Linked DNA regions of Mus musculus: all the other regions are linked to region 2. A link is a contact called in public HiChIP or PLAC-seq data. All regions are on one chromosome and are shown on one strand. The core of a region is the stretch at or near the end of the contact, and the rest is flanking DNA. Distances in the headings are between cores, read along the strand shown. Region 1 overlaps Gm973 (predicted gene 973). Region 2 holds the start of Tmem237 (transmembrane protein 237). Region 3 overlaps Gm28802 (flagellum-associated coiled-coil domain-containing protein 1). Region 4 overlaps Gm973 (predicted gene 973).

Evidence for each region. HiChIP or PLAC-seq counts read pairs in DNA pulled down with a chosen protein or histone mark.
Region 1: a contact with region 2 is called in an H3K27ac HiChIP or PLAC-seq map of embryonic stem cells, with 4 times the contacts expected there. The contact joins the enhancer-like site here to the promoter of Tmem237 in region 2. A contact is called at or near these places in 15 of 39 promoter capture datasets (the 3T3-L1 cell line, the C10 cell line, the HPC-7 cell line and 9 more), 1 of 15 datasets of contacts at CTCF or cohesin (large pre-B cells), 2 of 484 Hi-C or Micro-C datasets (cortical neurons and spermatogonial stem cells), 18 of 115 datasets of contacts at active chromatin or transcription factors (the NIH/3T3 cell line, astrocytes, bone marrow-derived macrophages and 10 more) and 3 of 9 other capture datasets (adipose tissue, embryonic stem cells and macrophages).
Region 3: a FOXA1 HiChIP or PLAC-seq map of pancreatic cancer cells shows a contact between it and region 2. The contact joins the enhancer-like site here to the promoter of Tmem237 in region 2. A contact is called at or near these places in 3 of 39 promoter capture datasets (embryonic stem cells, macrophages and pre-B cells), 1 of 115 datasets of contacts at active chromatin or transcription factors (pancreatic cancer cells) and 2 of 9 other capture datasets (liver and pancreatic islet).
Region 4: a FOXA1 HiChIP or PLAC-seq map of pancreatic cancer cells shows a contact between it and region 2. The contact joins the enhancer-like site here to the promoter of Tmem237 in region 2. A contact is called at or near these places in 4 of 39 promoter capture datasets (the HPC-7 cell line, embryonic stem cells, frontonasal cranial neural crest and 1 more), 1 of 484 Hi-C or Micro-C datasets (forebrain) and 1 of 115 datasets of contacts at active chromatin or transcription factors (pancreatic cancer cells).

The regions. Positions count from the first base shown.
Region 1 is chr1:59,607,377-59,610,643 of GRCm38.p6, reverse strand. Gm973 (predicted gene 973) reads right to left here. Exons shown (of 19, transcript NM_001357842.1): 11 at 2,839-2,911. Among named protein-coding and RNA genes, the nearest start is that of Gm33833, 11 kb to the left of the region's middle. Within about 2 kb of position 1,578, at least 51 of the 459 cell types and tissues checked have an H3K27ac peak or open chromatin away from gene starts, as enhancers often do. A contact at or near this core is called in adipose tissue, astrocytes, differentiating embryonic stem cells and 3 more, where this site is marked.
Region 2 is chr1:59,118,480-59,121,634 of GRCm38.p6, reverse strand. It overlaps Tmem237 (transmembrane protein 237), which reads left to right and starts at 1,829. Exons shown (of 13, transcript NM_001037812.3): 1 at 1,829-1,932. The coding sequence starts at 1,900. Mpp4 (membrane protein, palmitoylated 4 (MAGUK p55 subfamily member 4)) reads left to right here. Exons shown (of 22, transcript NM_145143.3): 22 at 191-700. The coding sequence ends at 382.
Region 3 is chr1:58,858,279-58,861,442 of GRCm38.p6, reverse strand. Gm28802 (flagellum-associated coiled-coil domain-containing protein 1) reads left to right here. Exons shown (of 14, transcript XM_030243918.1): 8 at 77-179; 9 at 880-949; 10 at 1,012-1,064. Among named protein-coding and RNA genes, the nearest start is that of Gm28802, 37 kb to the left of the region's middle. Within about 2 kb of position 1,507, at least 98 of the 459 cell types and tissues checked have an H3K27ac peak or open chromatin away from gene starts, as enhancers often do. A contact at or near this core is called in pancreatic cancer cells, where this site is marked.
Region 4 is chr1:59,579,239-59,582,340 of GRCm38.p6, reverse strand. The region is part of intron 9 of Gm973 (predicted gene 973); the gene reads right to left. Among named protein-coding and RNA genes, the nearest start is that of Gm39648, 15 kb to the left of the region's middle. Within about 2 kb of position 1,795, at least 62 of the 459 cell types and tissues checked have an H3K27ac peak or open chromatin away from gene starts, as enhancers often do. A contact at or near this core is called in pancreatic cancer cells, where this site is marked.

The DNA.
Region 1 (3,267 bases), core at 329-2,828, 490 kb before region 2:
CCACTGATCTAGGAAGTAACTAGAATTGACCTTTTATCCTTTCCTTGGGCTTTGGGACTGTTTCCCCAGTCTGCCCAGATTTGGAGGTTGCTGGTGAACCTTATCTTGTGGAAACTTGCAAAAGAATTCTAAGTCCTCTCACTAGATCACTCATACTTTTTTTAAAAAATGTACTAATGTGTGTGTGTGTGTGTATATATATGCAATCCATGTAATACTGGTGACTGAACCCAGGGCCTCACACATCCTAGAAAGTGTTATAACACTGAGATGTATCCCTAGTATCTGGCTCACTCCTTATAATAAACCGTGCAGGTCACTACTGAATTTAAAGTAGGAAAAACAACATGACCATTAAGACCAAAGGGGAGAATTGTTCTTTAAACAGCTAAAAGCACTTCCTTGGAATTTCCTTCTTCTTGCCTTCCAAGACCGGAAAGCCTTTCTAAAAATTAGCATTTGTCATTGAGACAGGCACAGGCCTCCGGTGACTTTCTGCAGTGGCATTTCATTGCATTGAGAATGTCTGGCTAACCTCCGAGGACTCGGCCGGAGCCGGCCCTGGCGTCATGAGACAGGAAATCTGTTTTGACTGACTCAGTCATGGCTTAGCTTGGGCCATGTTCTGTGGTGCCTAAAGCCCCCGCTGCACTTGGCTAAGACGCTGGAGCCTGCCAGGGTTCGCATTCTGGATCTGTGATTTACAACAGGGACAATCTGAAGATCAGGGTACATTTTCCTGGCTAGTGTCACTCAGCTTTGAGCATGGAGGTGACAGAGCCTCATGTTAGAAGAATTCTTGCTTAAAATCCTGACCAACCTAGGCCTCATACTCCCAAAATATATTCTTATCAGATACCCACAAAGAATGACATTAAATATCAGTATAGGGCTGGAGAGATGGCTCAGCGGTTAAGAGCATTGGCTCCTCTTGCAGAGGTCCTGGGTTCTATTTCCAGCAAGCACATGGTGGCTCACAACCATCTGTAAGTAGGGTTGCAGGGGATCTGACGCCCTCTGTTGGTCTCCTCAGGCACTGCATGCACATGATACACAGACGTACATGCCGGTAAAACACCCATACACAGAAAATAAAAATAAATACATTTAGAAATAATAAAATCAGTATAAAATTATTTTTGAGTAGGATGGGAAGAAACAGTGGAAGATAAACAGGAAAGATCAAAACCTTCCACTTAAGGAGGCAGAGTCAGTGTTGTTTCACAGTTTGGTAGTGACCACAGAGGGAAGATATTAATTTGCTGCAATGTCCAAATTGAGGTTGGTATTTATTAAGGGACATCATTTTTTTTTTTCGTTCCTCATCACCGCTTAAAGAGTAAAGTTCTTTTACCAGTCCCTGAGGCAGAAAAGGATGCCAGGCGTGGAGAGGTGAAGGTGCTTGTAGCCTGCTACACAGTTCAGGTTCAGTTTAGTAGCACAGACCTGCAGCTGGGCATGCATTCGCTTGTGACTTTAAGGGGCCAGGAAAGAAAAAAGGCGCCCTCTCTGTGAGTCACATGGTTTAGGTTTCAGAGCCCAGGCTGGAGTTCAGGCCCGCTTGCTCCCTCTGCTGTACATTGTGTAGCAACAATAAGCACATGGCTTCTGTCTGGCCTGGAACCCACCCTTAGAAATGTAAGTGGGGCTGGAGAGATGGCTCACTGGTTAAGAGCATTGGCTTCTCTTCCAGAGGTCCTGAGTTCAATTCCCAGCAACCACACGGTGGCTCACAACCATCTGTAATGGGATCTGATGCCCTTGTGATGTGGCTGAAGATAGCAACAGTGTACTCATATACAGAAAATAATCTTGAATGAAAGAAAGAAAGAAAGAAAGAAAGAAAGAAAGAAAGAAAGAAAGGTAAGGGGTTTTCACTTCTGCAAGAAGCAATGACACCCACCTTTAATGCTAATAAGAGGCAGGGGCGGGGGCAGGGGCAGGGGGATTTCTGTGAGTTCCAGGACAGCCAAAGTCACACACTGAGACTGTCTTAAAACACACAAGCAAAACTAAAACTAAAACCGAAACTGAAACCATACCAAACCAAAACTAGAAGCTATAATGGGTAAGGAACAGTCCTGCTGCCAGAGCCCAGTGGGGTAGTAATATGCCTAGGTGCCCACAAAAGCATTGAGAGCCTAATTCAGTCTCTGAGCTATGAACTGTGAGTGCCTCCACACCCAGTGGCCCCAGGCTCAGTATTTCTTAGAACTACTACCACCCGTCATGATCAATATAAACTTGTTTTTGAAGGAAGCCTCCACCAAGGCACACTGTTCGTTTGAGAAAGGATCTCTCTGTAGTGCTGGCTGTCCTGGAACTAAGGAGACCAGGCTGGCCTTGAACTCCCAGAGATCTACCTATCTTTATCTCCCAAGTGCTAGGATTAAAGACCTGTGCCTCTTTGGCATTCTTGCCAGCCAGGGCTCTGGTCGACAGCAGCTAGGCCTCTAAAGAGAAGGTCCTGCTTTCTCGTACCAGCATGTCTGTAGGCATGGAACCCTAGCCGCCTCACCAGCATATGCACACCTCCATGAAAGCAGGAGGTGGAGAAGGGTGGATGCTTGGGGTGGGGGTGGGGTTTGTGTCTGTCCCCGAAGTCTCTACTCTTGTCTCAGTCTGCAGTCTCCAGCAGGAAAGAAATCTTTAAATAATGGAAGAACAGAAAACATGTCGCTTGCATTTGCATTCGACAGACAGAGGCCTCTGCTTCTAACTTCCAGTTCATGCTTTGAAGGGACATGGAAAGACTTCTCTGTTAATGGGTCTGAACAACACCGAGTTCTATCTGGGCAGTCCCAGTGAAAGGATTCACGAATCGCCAGCTCACTCTACCTTGGCTGTCTTTGGCATTTCCTCTGAGGGGTCCTCCTGGTTCTTCATGAGAGTCAAGTTCACTTCCACGTTCCTATTGGGTTAACACACAAAAGAATAATGAGACAAAATAAATGCAAACTCCCCTGTGTCCATGCCCTTCCGGTAGAGTGTGGATTTTTGAGACAGGGTGTCCTTATGTAGCCCTGGCTGTCCTGGAGCTCACTCTGTAGACCAGGCTGGTTTTGAACTCACAGAGATCCAATTTCCTCTGCCTCCTGAGTGCTGGGATTAAAGGCGTGTGCTACCATTATCCAGTGCTGCTGAGGACTATAATCAGGATGTCTTCCCATGCCAGGCAAGTGCTCAGCTGCAGAGCTACCATCCCCAGCCTGTCCTCTCTGTCAGTTTCTTTCAGCATAAGCGTCCAGAGATAAGTTTTAAGGAGCC
Region 2 (3,155 bases), core at 580-3,079:
TAAAGCCAGCCTGGTTTATACAGCAGGACTCTGTCTCAGAAATCCAGAATTTGGAGGGAGGGCACAGATAGAATATAGAGGATGTGTAATTGACATAATTGTTTTTATAAATACCCTCACGAGTTTGCCAGCAGAACACCTGGTCTTATTGCCTGTGCCATTCATACATATTTTTCAATCACTCCTGAAGGATGAAGACCTACAAGAGATGGAGGAGTTAGCCCAGAAAATGGAGAGTCAGTTTGGCCAGTTTTTTGATCACGTGATTGTGAATGACAACTTGCAAGATGCATGTGGCCAGCTGTTGTCCGCCATACAGAAGGCTCAGGAAGAACTGCAGTGGGTGCCAGAGGCATGGGTTTCCCCTGACACTGAATCTTAATCTAGTGTCCTGCTTAAAGCTGGAAGCTTCATAGTGTGCCCTAAAGATCCGGAATAACGGCTGCCATTGAAAACAGCAGTGTTTGACCCATTAGAACTGCGACTATGAAGTCCTTATTGTATAGCTATAAATAGCATCCTATACATATACAGAGCTACTCATTTGGCTCTCAGGCATTTTCCCGATGTTTCCCCATATGAGCTAATGGCAGGTATGTGACAATGTTGTCACTGAATGTGAGCATTTTATAGATTTCATATGGTGTTTTGTAAGATGTAACTCTTCTAAATAAACCAGTCTACTTAATGACAAACTGTATTTTACTTTGTAAAATATTTTCTTATTTCTGTTTATATTTTACAAAAGTGCCTAGTTGACTAACTAAGCTAAGAGCGGTTAACAAGTACACATTTATCTAATAAGGAAACCTATGACACTGTTATTTCCAAATCAGCAAAGTGGACTAGTCCTGGAGCCTGTATATGAGCTCCAAAACGAGGATGTTGATACAGTCTTGGTCTCCCTAGATCCGAAGCTCCACTGCACCCATGTCTGTTCATCTTCTTTATATCCACACTTCCCTCCATTCTACCTATTTTAAACTATAACTGTTCCCACTGAAGGAACTATCAGAACTGAACATTCAGATTATACTCCTAGGCCTACAGGGAATCTAGGAAACTGGGCAGGCCAGTGAAAGAGATCCTCGCTGTTTCAGTCATACAGATCTCCCTCCAGGCAGCACCCTGGCAGACGGGAACCAGGTGGGGGACGCCGGCCTCTCCAGGCTCCGCAAAGCCGCCTCCTCCCACAAGTCCCCGGAGGCCGGGCGTCGCGGGAAGCCGGCCTCGGGCTCCGGCGGTTGCGCCTAGGGAGGCCCGCGGGAAAGCATCATGAGGGACGACTCAGGGCCTCCGCTGGAGGAGGACCAAGCGGTGAGCGACGAGGGGCGCCTGGCCCGGAGTGTGGCGAAGTGGAGGTGTCCTAACCAGCAGTGACCACCGCCGAGCCGGGAATCTGGGGACAGCACTGCCCGAGGGGTGCGGCGGGGGCGGACCGGGGCTGTACATCAGGGCGGGCCCCGCAAAAGGCGATCAGGTCCACCCAACATCCGGGCGCCCTAGTCAGCGTTGCCATGGCGACGCCTCCGGGCGGCTCTCGGTCAGAGAGGAGGATGTTCCGGTGGGGAGTTTGAATACGAGTCTGGTCCCGCCGTGCCCACCCCCACGCAAACCACGATGACCTCCCGGGAAACTGTGGGTGAACCCCCTCCGCTCCTGGGGACGCCGGCCGACGCTGAGGTTTTCCTAGTTCGAAGGGGTCAGATTGGGTTCGGCTCCGGTAGCCCCAATACCTCCCGTGGGACGGGTGGGGACGCTCCGGGCCCAGCAGCCATGAGGCGCAGCCCGATGACGCTCTGCGCCTGCGCGCCTGGGCAGGAGGGGCGGGGCGGGCCGGACCGGGGCGGGGCGGGCGGCTGTGGTGCCCTGAGCTCTGCTGCGGTCCCTGGAGACGTGATGGGGAAGAAGCAGGTGGTTAGCGAGCCTCAGGTACTTTTGAGCTGTTGGGAATTTAGTCTCCGCCTGTTCAGCGGTTCTTCTTTTGAGGGGCTTAGAGGTGCGGTTTCTAGATGGGTGAGATGGTTCATTTTTGCGGGACTTTTGAAATACCAAGAGGACTGGGTCCCACTTTCATAGCATCTTGAGAATAGTAGTGCTTTTGTAGGACCACCATTCTATTCCAGTTGTCATTTTGACTGCTGGATTCCATTAGGACATCGTCAGTGTCCTAATTTTGTAGCATTCTCACGAATTTGTTTGAGTGAATACAACCATGGATTGCGAAATGGGACAAGCAAGAATATCTAAAATGTGAGCCTTTGGAATCAGTGCCTTCCATAAGCAGCATGAAATACCCGAGCTAATAAATCGACGTCTAGGCACTGCTCTTAGAGATCAATTCTTTTAAAGGTGTATTTGTAGCCGGACAGTGGTGGCGCACGCCTTTAATCCCAGCACTTGGAAGGCAGAGGCAGGTGGATTTCTGAGTTCAAGGCCAGCCTGGTCTATAGAGTGAGTTCCAGGACAGCCAGGGCTATACAGAGAAACCCCGTCTCAAAAAAACCAAAAAAAAAAAATGTATTTGTTTTGAGTGTTTTGCCAATATATGAACCACTTGTGTGCCTGTTGCTCACAGAAACCTGAAGAGGCTGTCCATTTCCCTGGAACTGGAATTACTGGTGCTTTGTGGGTGCTGGGAACTAAACCCAGGTCTGCTGCATGAGCAGTAACTGCTCTTAATGGCTAAGCCATCTATTTTGAAAATTTTCAGAATGCTTAACTAATGCTTCCTGAGCTTGCAAGCAGGACTTTTCTTAAGTAAGAACAGGGTAAACTACACCAGCCCCAAATACTTCCTGTTCTAAAATATGTTACCTATTTCTATTTAAAGTAACTTAAAAAAAAAGCATGTTACTCTGTGGCATAAAACCTTAGTTGGCTTCCTAGTTAATAGAACTAAATCCGTATTCCTTCTGCTAGTCTGCGAGGTCATAGTTAATCTGACGTCTGCCTTCTGTCCTGTGTCACTGGTTTCTGCCTGGCTGCTCTTTACCTGGAGCCCTTCATGCCCTGTCTTTCTTGAAAGCCTTAACATGTGCTCCTCATTCCCTGTAAATTTGGCACCTTTGTCAGGAAGGGCTCAGCTCAGATAACATCAAAGAGGCTTTCCCTAAGTAAAACATCACTCTTCATTCCTTATATATGGTTATTTA
Region 3 (3,164 bases), core at 258-2,757, 260 kb after region 2:
GGCTTTCATGGCAAGCACCTTTACCTGCTGAGCCAGCTTGTTCATGCTGAACTTCTTTTCTTGGATTGTCCCACAGGGAACTCAAAGAGACTCACAGAGAGGAGCTCGAGAGGTTAGAGAACAACTACAAGGAGGCCCTGAAGGCAGAAAAGGCCTTGGCCGAAGAGAAACTAGGCACTGTCAGGCCCTGAGGGGAAAATGGGAGGGAAAGTGGGCAGCCTGTACCCTGGCGTCCCTATAGCCATGGCTTGGCACAGCCAGATGTCCAACATTTCCCTTCTGAGGCTTAAGGCATGAGAATGACCGAGAATGGAACTGCTTCATCACTGAGCAAGAACTTGAAATTTTTTTTAAGTGAATTTTAAAGTTCTAAAACTACAATATTACTATGATGCCTTCAGGTTGTCTTGCATGGAGAATGGCAGTGATTTCTTGAATGCTCACTGGGCTACTGTGTGCCCTTGGGGAAAGCAGAGTGTGCACCCTTCAGATTTGGGGTTTATAGACTAATGTCCACAGAGAGAACGAGACACTCTACAACCTTCTTCCTCTCTTTGAAGTTAGTGTCTTATTTACACTTTGCTTGTTTTCTAGTTTCCTGAAGAGAATGTGTGGTTTTCATAACCACTGTAAAGGAGGAAATGATACAAAAAGGAGAAGCAGATGCATTGTGGGAGGTTCTGTTCCTCCTTCCCATAGATACAGATGACCCTCGGGGGTGGGGGGAGGTTGTCTTACTAAAACAGCTGAACAGAGTGTGGGAGCTCTGAGCTCTTGGAGAAGCATGTTTAGAAAGTACCTGGCCTCTCTCCCAGAAGCTCTTCATCCATCGGTTCAGGTGGGATCCAATAACTGATAAGCTTTTTGATAAGCTTCCAGAGCGACTTGGGAATCCCAAGACGGTTTCATCACCCCAGGGAGAGCTTGGGTGTGGAGCTGAAGAGTTCATGTGAGTTTTGGAAAGTGTGCCCACCGAAGGAATAATGACATCCTTGTTTTCTTTTCCTCCAGATAAGATGGGCAAGGAATATAAGTATCTGAAGAGTATATTCCGTGTGTTTCAGGTGAGATTCCAAACTGTATGGTATCTCACGCAGGAGACAGAGGAGTCGACCACGAGGCTCAGAAGCTAGGGGTTTATATACAAAAAAGTTGGGGGTAGGGGAAGAATTGGCGCAGTTACACACAATTGGACAGTTTAAACATCAGCAAATTGTACGTGCAGAGCGAGGTAACAGCAGTTCTGAGGGGCAGGTGCTTAACTTGGCTGAGATAGTCCGGACGTCTTTGTATGCCTCTATCTTTATGGATAGCCAGTTCCTGGAATGACTTAACAGCAACAGCCTTTGTTCTTTGCCCTTGGCCCAAAAAACCCTCCTAACTAGCAAGCCGCATGAGTCATGGACCTTGAATTTAATTTTCTTTCAAGATCAGGACTTAGGCATCACCCGTGGGAACTATAAAGGGGCCTGGGAAAAGAGGGGGGAGGGAGGATAGCCCACATCCGGCCAGAGCTCCACCTATGTTCTGGGCAGGCAGATGAGGGAGGGCTGCCAGTCGCTTTCCACTCAGCCCAGGTGGCATGTAAGCCTCTGACCCACTCGATGGGGAGTGGATAAGGGGCAGTCCCCTGAAATCAAAATGTGCCCTGGGGTTTCACCCTGTCACCCTGGGGTTAAGGGAAGAGGGAAGAGAGGTTCCCACACAGGTGAGACTCTGCACAGTGGGCCTTGATTAGAGCGCAGAGACAGTCTATGGTTTTAGAGCTTTATTATAGAAAGGCAGGGAGAAAGAAGGTAAAAGAGAGAGACTGGCCATAGCCAAGAGGAAAGAAGGGGGAAAGGAGAGAGAGAGAAGAAACGCTAGAGAATAAGAGGGAGAAAGAGGTAGAGAGAGGAGAGAAGACAGACAGAGAGAGAGAAAGAGAGAGAGAGAGAGAGAGAGAGAGAGAGAGAGAGAGAGAGAGAGAGAGAGAGAGAGGTGAGAGTGAAAGAGCGAGGAGGGGCCAAACAGCCCCTCATGGTATGCTGCTATCTTTTCTGTTGCTAGGTAACTGGGGAGGAATTTAGCCTGAAGATCAGAATCTTGGGACATTGCCTACTTGACTGCTAGCCACACACTTCTCTTGTGGGGGCTGAGGGGAGCGGTAACTTCGATGGGAGCCAGGGTTCCAGGAGACATGAGAGAACTTCCGTCCCATGTAGATGAATTATCACCACCAAGTCCCAGGGTTCAACATCTCAGCTCAACTGGAGACCAGACTGTCTTTGCACAGCCCAATGCCCCACAATCACCCTAATTATACAAGCTATAAGCTGTCTTAGGTTCCTCCATCCTTTTCACGCAAATGGAGAATTGTGCAATATTGTCAATATTTTGATTATGTCACTCATGTGTACATTTCTAACCATCGTGCTAATTCCTCTTCCATTAAACCCATCTCCTCTCACCTGCCCCAGGCCACCATTCTTCTGGTTTTTACCACCACAGACTCAATTTATCAGTTTTTGTTTTGTTAAAAAAAAAAAAAGTTGGTTCTGTTGGTCTGATAGCATAACTTATTATGAAATAAACACAAATACAGTTGCTAGTTATCCTTGCAACGTGCCCAAATCAACCTTTAAAAGTTTATAAAAACCAAATGTAGAAAGCATCTTTCTCAGCAAACTTCTAAGGGCAATGCAGACGTAAAGACATAAGTTGGTGCTTGTCAATCATCACATGGTTGAGCAGGTTTTGTTTTGTTTTTTTAATTCTGTTTTTTTTTTTTTTCCTCTTTTCGAGACAGGGTTTCTCTGTGTAGCCCTGGCTATCCTGTAACTCACTTTGTAGACCAGGCTGGCCTCGAACTCAGAAATCCACCTGCCTTTGCCTCCCAAGTGCTGGGATGAAAGGCATGCGCCACCACCACCCAACTTGATATTTTTATTAGATATTTTCTTTATTTATATTTCAAATGCTATCCCCTTTTCTAGTTCTACCTCTGAAAATCCCCTATCCCCTCCCCCCTTGCCCTGCTCCCCAACCCACCCACTCCCATTACTGGTCCTGGCATTTCCTACACTGGGGCATAGAGCCTTCACAGGACCAAGGGCCTCTCCTCCCATTGATGATTATCTAGGCTATCCTCTGCTACATATACAGCTAGAGCCACTGCTCCAGGT
Region 4 (3,102 bases), core at 546-3,045, 460 kb before region 2:
ACTTTCATACGAACCATAACCATATGTGCTCAGCTCATGCACATTAAAGATTATAAGCCCACACCTATAGCATTCCCAGGTATAACCCATAGTGTCTGGAAATATGTCTAAACACCTTGTTGAGTGGGGTTAAGCTTTATATTCAAATTTAGACCTTCTTGTTTTGATTGGTATTTAAAAGAACAAAAGTAGATTCTTTGTGCTATCGGAATTCAGATAAAGCTGACATTAAAAAGGAAATATTGATGGGGAAAAAGTGCTGATGCTGTTGAATATAAATTTTGTATGACCACACTTTGCTGAAATAGGAAAATGCTTCTGAAAGCTTTCAGGGAGAGATTAGAGATTTCCCCTGCTCCTCAGAGGTGGAGGCCAAATAGGAGATGGAGAGAGAGAGAGAGAGAGAGAGAGAGAGAGAGAGAGAGAATGAATATGATGTAGCAGAGAGAGGCAATGGCCATTGTGTCTGTGGGACATGATGGCACCCTCCACATGAGCCAGCGTGGCATTAGCCTGCAAATCTGCCACAGCTGTGCAAGCTAAGACCCCAGAGGCACAACTGGCCATGCAACTGATGGAGATATTTTTACAATTTCCTTAATTTTGAAACAACGTGTGCATGTGCCAATGCTGATGGGTCTGTGTCTGTGGATGCAGGAGCCCACAGAGGCAGAAGACTGTCTCATTCTTCTGGAGCTGGAGTTACAGGCAGGTGTGAACCATCTGATGTGGGTGCTGGGAACTGAACTTGGTTCCTCCATAAGAGCAGCAAGTGCTCCTAACTGAGCATTCTCCACCCCCTGCACCCTCCATTTTGTTATTTTTTGAGACAGGGTCTCATGTAGCACAGGCTGGCCTCAAACTCAAGGCCAAGGATGACCTTGAATTCCTGATCCTCCTTCTTTTATCTCCCAAGTGCTGTACGTATAGGCACGTGCCACCATACCCAGCTTCCAATTGGTAACGTTTTGTGGAAGGATTGAATCTGTGGACTGGAACTCCATGGTTCAACGGTAATGGTAATGCTCATGAATCGATGATTATTTGGGGAATGAAATTTAGCTGTGCCTATGGCTTTGCTGATGTAGATTTTAGTCTCTTTCTGAGACTTCTTCTTCTCAACACTCATCAGTGGCTCCACATGACATGCTGTACTCTCGGTTCTTTTTTGTTTTGTTTTTCTTTTTTAAAGATTTATTTAATTGTTATATGTACAATGTTCTGACTGCATGTATGCCTTTGTGCCAGAAGAGGGCATCTGATCCCATTATAGATGAACCACCATATGTGGTTGCTGGGAATTGAACTCAGAACCTCTGGAAGAGCAGCCGGTGCTCTTAACCTTGGAGCCATCTCTCCAGCCACCTCCTTATTATTTTTGATTCTAAGACAGTATCTATCTCTTACAGGCTCTTCTTTTTTCTGTGTTTCCTCGGCCAGTGTTTTCTTCCTGATTTGTTTGAGAATGGCTCCTGCATAAACTTAAAACACTTCTTAAGTTTAAGTCAGGTGGGGGGGGGGAACTGAGGTTCTGAGACTGGGTTTCTGTAGCTTCAAGCCTACACCTTAACATAGCGGGAGTGGAACCCAGACCCCAGATGTCCTGAGCTGTGTCTTGTGCTTTCCTTCCACACTACACTGCCTCTCAGCCTCGCTCACACTCGCCTGGCCGGGTGGGACCCATCCTCCGGACAGAGCCACTCAGCAGAATTGTGTTGTGATGAGGTTCACTGCACAGTGGCTTGGAAAGGACCCTGGGTCTTTCAGGAATGAAATGTATAAATCCTGATGCATAAGGAAAGTTCTTGCAACAGCAGGAGAATGAGTCAGTCAGCCAGAGTTCAAGAAATGTAAACACGTCCTTAGATAGGAGGCTGAAAAATCACTTAGGGCTTCTCATCTCTTGGGTCAAGACCTTGGTAATTTACTGAGGTCTGTGCTGTCAAGGAGGGGCTGAGACTCCAGCTGCATTCCTGTGCGATAAAGCAATGGGTGTGTGTGGGGGGGGGGGGGAATGGGGATGGTGATAAAACTCCCTTCTAGAGCAACAAGGGAAGATCTACCTCTTGTGCAACCCAGGCCATTGTCTGTCAATGGGGGTGGGGAGGGCTTCTCCCTGTTTCAGGAGCTGGTGTGCACAACCAAAGACCTCATACTACTTCAGCTCTACTTCCCGGCTGCTTGAAATCGCACACAGCCTTTCTGTGATGAACATGTCTGCCACTATAGAGATAAACAGAAAACACTCTCTCCCTGGCTGCCCACCAGCAAGACTGAACAGATTTTTCAAATGCTCCCATTAATCTAACCACTGGCTTTTAGTGAGAAGATAGCGTTCCTCTCTAGATAACCAGGCTATTCAGAGGTAACCCTGCCTAGACGGATTTTATTCTCAGCCCCTTCTGCCTTCTCCGAGTCATGGCGTTCTTCACCAAACACCCAGGCATTGGAAGGTAGAGAGAGCATCTGATTTTAGCATGGAGCTTGGCACCTTTAGATTTCCTTCTATTTAAATCTGCGTTGACAATGTTTAATCCCCAAATCTCTGCTTTAAATAAAAATGAAATACAATTATATTTACTTCTACTGCTTCAGACTTATTTTCCAGAGTGGGGGAAACTCTGATGGGACCCATCTGGGAGCAGAATAGAAACCGAACTCCAAGGAACCGCCTTATCAGGACAGGTGGGCCACCTGGCTCCTTCTTCCTGAGTGCGTGTCTGGCCTTGGTAAACACTGGCCCTGCAGGCTCCCAAGTGGCCAAATGGTTACCAGGGTAGAAGCTGTTGGAGGTGCTGGCAGGAGCCTCTTGAAATCTGTTCAGGGCCTTTTTCCACACTCCATTTCTCAAGAGCACACCCTTTGATCACCAGACTGCTGTCATAGAATTTCCTTCCTATCCCGCAGGGTCATCGCCAGGCAGGTGATGTATCTGCTGTTACACAGACCTCAGAGTGCCTTTGCCTTCAACAGCTTTGTGCAGGGCCTTGCTGGCCCCAGAAGAAGCCAGTAAGAGAAAGCCCCTGGGTCAGCCCTGGTACCTTCAAGGTTTTGTATTTTGGTCATAAATGGAAAATGCAAATTCCAGATTATTAAAAAAAA